2 separate regions of the Danio rerio genome follow, and region 2 is linked to region 1. A link is a contact called in public Micro-C data. All regions are on one chromosome and are shown on one strand. Each heading gives the region's core, a stretch centred on a gene start, on an enhancer-like site or on the middle of the called end of the contact. The rest is flanking DNA. Distances are from core to core; before and after follow the strand shown. Region 1 holds the start of snapc2 (small nuclear RNA activating complex, polypeptide 2). Region 2 holds the start of ap1s1 (adaptor related protein complex 1 subunit sigma 1).

The links. Hi-C and Micro-C count contacts between places; a contact is called where the count stands out from the background.
Region 2: a contact with region 1 is called in a Micro-C map of caudal fin, with 3 times the contacts expected there. The contact joins the promoter of ap1s1 here to the promoter of snapc2 in region 1. A contact is called at or near these places in 3 of 18 Hi-C or Micro-C datasets (caudal fin, hematopoietic stem cells and an unstated tissue).

What each region holds. Positions count from the first base shown.
Region 1 is chr7:26,154,952-26,157,818 of GRCz12tu, reverse strand. It overlaps snapc2 (small nuclear RNA activating complex, polypeptide 2), which reads left to right and starts at 1,410. Exons shown (of 5, transcript XM_001923692.8): 1 at 1,410-1,452. It overlaps trnal-aag (transfer RNA leucine (anticodon AAG)), which reads left to right and starts at 762; the gene lies at 762-843.
Region 2 is chr7:26,289,293-26,292,437 of GRCz12tu, reverse strand. It overlaps ap1s1 (adaptor related protein complex 1 subunit sigma 1), which reads left to right and starts at 1,803. Exons shown (of 5, transcript NM_200309.2): 1 at 1,803-1,969. The coding sequence starts at 1,967.

The sequences.
Region 1 (2,867 bases), core at 161-2,660:
GTGTGCATAAATACATGTATGCTTACTATGTTCTGACAGCTGAGCTGCTTATTTGGATTTTCTCAGACATAAGTAAGATGTCACACACACACACACACACTACTCAATACTCTATAGAAGGCTCAAACCAAACTTTTTTGCATTGCAACAAATGATCAACAGTAAAAAATAAAATGTCCCTTCTCCCAAAAGGGAAAAACAGCAACAACCAAGAATGCATGATAATATGGTGTCATGGTTTTGCAATAAATAACGTCATTATAACGGAAGTCAATGGGGCAAAATCAGCCCTTAACATAACGAAAGGGTTTAAAATTTGCTCAGAGTGTATTGTTGATTTTTTTTTAAGTTTTCAAAGCAGTTTCTGAAAACGTGTCCAAAAAGGATGTCACCAAGTATCATTTTAGTTGCTAAAACACAGAGATAGTTGTGGCCAAATTAAGACTCAAAATCACCCCAGGATGGATGAAAACATCCCCAACGAACACAGGGCTTAATCCGTTCCACGTGTTTGCGCAGACCGTCACGGTGCGCAGACGCTTCACGGTATCTTTCAGCCAACTTCGCTTTTTCAAGAGTGTTTTCACTTATAATACACATTTAAAAACCCTAGTTCGGGTAAACTGAGACAAAAAGGAGAACTATTGCAATTGACCTCGGTTGAATTTGGTATTCAGAAACGATCTACAAGAGCGAAAGAATATTGCTGCAGAGATATAAAAATAGTTTTATATTTTATGATGGTCACCATGTGCATTGTGGGTAGCGTGGCCGAGCGGTCTAAGGCGCTGGATTAAGGCTCCAGTCTCTTCGGGGGCGTGGGTTCGAATCCCACCGCTGCCATCACTTTTAAATTTGCTGCAATTATAAGTTTAAAATGTTGCATTTTCATAGAATTTGAGCTACCCATCACCAAACAAATGTCTGACTGTCTGGACGGTATTAATGCGCCTAATGTCACCTGCAGAATCAGGCTATGTGAAAGAAATGATAAAAAAAAATATGTGCTGGGTCGACAGATCCTGCCAATACGTGACAGAAATAGCATTATACTTGATACAAAAAGGTAAATGTATATACATTATATGGGTATGTTTTGTGTTACACAAAGCAGGTTTAATGAGAAATATATTTTCTTGTCGAAGTTTCGAGCGCTCTCTAGTGGTGTGTTTTATAAATTACAACAGCACACGTCCCGCATGCATTTTGTAATGTCACAGAAGATGTTACATATTTCATAACATAAACAGTTTTACGACATATTTTATTCATTGCATTTTAAGCAAGTCCAAATATCTACATATCACAGCATCTACTGTGTAGTACATAAAAGAGAACCAGTCATGCTATTGGAAAAAGCAAACGCGTTTCAGTCTCGTGTTTTTTGATCCCTTTGGTGACTCGTAGTCAACATACGACAGCGGATGAGCTGTTCTTACAACCACAAAGCGAGTAAGTGTTGTCAAAGTCCATGCATTAAATTCACAAGTAGTTTATTTGTTTACCTAAAATGTCTTAATATCGTGGTAAACCCGTAAAACATACATTAAATAAACTGTCATTTTAGTCAACAGCATTCGTATAGAATAAAAAGTACATATTTAGGGTTAGATGGTGTGTCTGTCGGTTCGAGTTCTGTAACGTTAGCTGTTTTTAGTTAACCTTTCCTTTAAGAGAGCACAGCTATTACTTTAATGTAAGTGAAAGGATTGAATGTATATGTATTGGGGCATCACTGGTACACTACTGTCAGAAGTTTGGAAGCATTAAGATGTGTTAAAGGTTTTTAGAAAGCCACTTCTGCTCTTAAAGGAGACATTTGATTAATCAAAGTACAACCAAAACATTGTGTAGTAATATTGTGAAGTATTATTTCAGTTTAAAACAATGTGAATATGTCATTTGAAGTAATAAATTATTCCTGTGATTTAAATGTGAATTTTCAGCATTCAATACTGAGCAATCTCATGCAAACATCAAACTTGCCATTAAAAAAATTTGTTTTTCACCAAAATAGCTTGTAGTTTCTAAATTTTTTTGTGTAGGCTTGTATTTTACTGTACTTTAAAAATACTCAAGAATCTATCTGTCAATGTGTTCAAACAACTTGATTTGATTTACCAAAGTCACACAAGTGGCAATTTCACATCTGTCACATCCATAACGGAGAGATGTGACATACATTCTAAATCTTTTTTTCATAAATGCAAAAAATTTCAAATAAAATAAAATTAAAGCGTTGTTTCTTTTGGGTTGTGAAGTTTAATTCACAGAATTTCTACAAAGTATGTCTTGTACTGTAAACTCGCTAACTTTTTTGTCACATCTATTAAACCTGTTTAATTTCCTCATTTAAAATAGAAAAAATATTTTACAGATTGATATTTTTCTGCTCACATTACTCTGTGCTTTGTTGTTCAGGAAAATATAAACAGTTGTTTCAATATAATGTTAACATAATATACTTTCTCTGTGACTTTATCTTTTGACTTTTTACTGCAAAGTCACATCCGTTAAGCTGGAATGGCTCTACTCTAGTTTTGAGTGGTACACGATCCATCAGAAATCTTTCTCATATGCTTTAAATCATTATTTTAAAATGCATTTCATGTAAAACACATAATTTCAATTCCATTTGTTTATGTCCACAGTAAGGAAACAAGTTTCCCTGTACAATGAAATTATTATTTCTTACTTTGCCGTCCACAGTGAAGTCATATACATAATATACACATATATACACAGAAGTGATCTAAATACAGCTATGAAATGTGTGTGTGTGTGTGTGTGTGTGTGTGTGTGTGTGTGTGTGTGTGTGTGTGTATATATATATATATATATATATATATATATATATATATATATAT
Region 2 (3,145 bases), core at 554-3,053, 130 kb before region 1:
TTAAATGGCTTTGAGTTGGCGACATCTTGTGTTCAAAGATTGGCAACGGTAAAGAGTCAAATACATTACAGCCCTATTTAGATGCATGAATTGCGTAGGCAGACCACTGGACTAATAGTTTTAGATAAATTACTGGTTAGCACGAGCTGAAAGGTGTTTTTGCAGTACAAATAGCGTTGTGGTGAGCTGCCGTTATTTGTGTGACTGCGAATGAGCAGCAGGAGTGTGGATTATCCTTTATCATACACAGATTAAACTTATTTGACTTAGCCTATCTCCGTTGCTATGGCAACCTGAATCAGCCCCCTGTTTTGTCATGGCAACAACATCTGAATATCTTGGCCTTATGTCAGAGAAGAGGTAAAACTGTTTTCATAAGATAGACTGTAAAGCTGATTCATTACTTTGCGATTGAAACACAAAACGTTTGCTAGTTATTGCTGGAAGCAGAAATCAGTTTCTCTTTTTTAAAGCAGCACGAGGACTTTCTGCAAGACAGCTTTGAGGCAGGAATACGCAAAGCGCATGCGCGCTGCAGTTGGTGGAGATGACGCCACCTGCCGCTCTGTAGTGACGGGAAGTCCGGCTCATTTCGTTGAGTCGGTTCTTCCAAACAGTTCGATTCAAGAAACCGATTCAATAGGTTTTTTTTTACGTCATGTTATAATCAACTGTGCTGTACAGGGGTCGCCAAACTTTTTTTTTTGTCTTGATTGAGCGTGGTGGGCTAAAGTTTAATATACCAAACTCTATTAAATAAAAGTTGCCAATGGTGATTTAATAATGTATTTAATATTTAAAAATAACTAGAAAACATTGCTCTATAATATTAACTAATGCAGAATATTTATTAATTTTATAACGAACTTCTTATAGTAAAAACAATCACAGTGTTACACTAGTCAGGCTGCACCTTAAAAAATATTTATTTACAGCATTTAATTGAGTCATTAGTTTTCAGTTTGGTTTGTTGTAGCTCAGCAAGAAAACAAACAAACATAAAAGTTACGTTAAATCAGAAATAAAAATCTCTGTTAAAGGAATTCGCCCCAACCCTCTCCATCATTCTCTGCCTCTTTTCAGATGGGATGGTGGGCCAAATCAAAAGTTACAATGGGCCAACTTTAGCCTGCGGGCCAAAGTTTGGACATCTCAGTTGTAAAAGCATACTATAAAACTTTGTTGACACATACTGCTGTTTATTATGACACTACTGATTATGGCAAACTATTGCACATTTAATATAGTAACTCATTTAATAGCCTAGATTAAATACAACTATTTTCATATGTTTGTCATTGAATAAGGCAATCTATCCTTCACATTTATGAATTTCAATTCTGAGTAGTAAATATTTCATACTAATAATTCATTAGCAAGCTACAACTTTTTGATAACTTAATACTGTTGTAACTATTTTATTCAATACACTTAACTATTAAATTTGTTATTCTTTATTAAATTAGTATTTATTCATTAGATATGAAATGCACTTCTTATTTATAGTGTTATTTGACACTCATACCCTATTTAATAGAATAAATAAAATATTGCAAAAAAATATTACTAGGGACACTTAGAATGTGTACTTATACCCATTAAACTTAAACTGGTTCTGCTGAATAAGTAATAACAGATAGTAGGCTATGTGTAAACAATACGATAGATATTAGTGCGGATTATAAATAACATTTTAATAACGGCTTAACTGTCATAGCTGTTAAGTTTGATTTTAATATTAATTGCTCGTTCTTCGTCCAAAAATTCGTGAACGAATCGGTTCAATTGAAAAGATCCGACTCAAAAGAGTCCGCGAATCGGACAGCGCTTCTCCGGTCTGCTTCAATGGGGCTCTGAAACTACGAGCAGTCAATTAGAAATGTACTGATATTTATCCTGCGGCATTTACCAAAAAGCGGTTTGCTGTTCACAGACATTACCCGACTGCTCTCAACAAGCCGTCGAAATGGTAAGTTACACTTTTACAGCGACATTAATGTGCACTTTTCAAGACAGAGCTAGCTAGCTAAAGCTAAGTTTGTATAGTCAGCCACCTAGACATCTCAAACCTGTTTGAAGATTCACATCTCACCTGTCGGGCCTCTGGTAACGTAAACCCAAACCCCCAGGTTGGACGCTTTGTGTGGTTTTTATCTCTCACCATAAATCATGAAACGTTATAGATTATAAAACGTTTGTTCACTACCGGTCAGTTTGACAGCTGGATTGTGACGTGTTAATTCGACCCTGTTTATTTATAAGCTGAACGCAATATTCACTTCTCGGCGTCCATACGGAGTATCTCCTTCATATTTCATCGGATATGAACTGATACTGCATTAAAGTTGTCTTTTGACTTTTATTTCGACCCGGAAACGCTTATCCAGTTGCTTCTGATGAACTGTGAGTCACACAATATTTGCATTTAACCCCACATTGTTTATTTCATTGCGGTTATCGTCGTCATTGTCTCAGAAATATTCATTTATAGAAAAATTGCACAGCGTGTTTCCTCTGTTTAATCGGTTAAGTAGGGAAGGAAATGCTGCTGTTAGAGATAATATCCAGCACATCATACAACATCAATGAATATTAGATGAAGAAAAGACTAAAGGGATATTATTGTACAGTGCTTGTCTGAAATTCCAGCTCGGCTAACAATTTTTATTTCCCAGAATGTTTCCCTTGATAAGCCAGAAAAGTTTTCTTTAGGTACGTAGAACGTTCCCTCTACAACAAGAGAACATTCATGGATGGTTCTCATTGGGTTGTTACACAATAACCTCCCTGCAACATTCAGAGAACACTAGTTTTTGATTAAACCAAAAAACGTAGAGAATGTTTTGAGGGCTGCACGGTATTGGAAAAAATCTAACATTATGATGTTTTGTTATTTTGCAGTATATATTGCGATATGAATAAAATTTCACCAGATGTCCTGAATATTTCTATTTGGAAAGAATGAATAAATTTAGATTGATGATGGGATGATTCTATAGTGAAGTGCATCTGAATAAAATACAATAAACTGATCTACAAGCAGATATCAGTATGATTAAAAAAAGATACAATTTAAATAAACAATGTTTTATTGTTTTCTCGAGTCTAACAGTGTTCAGGTAATTGCATAATAAAAAAACATATA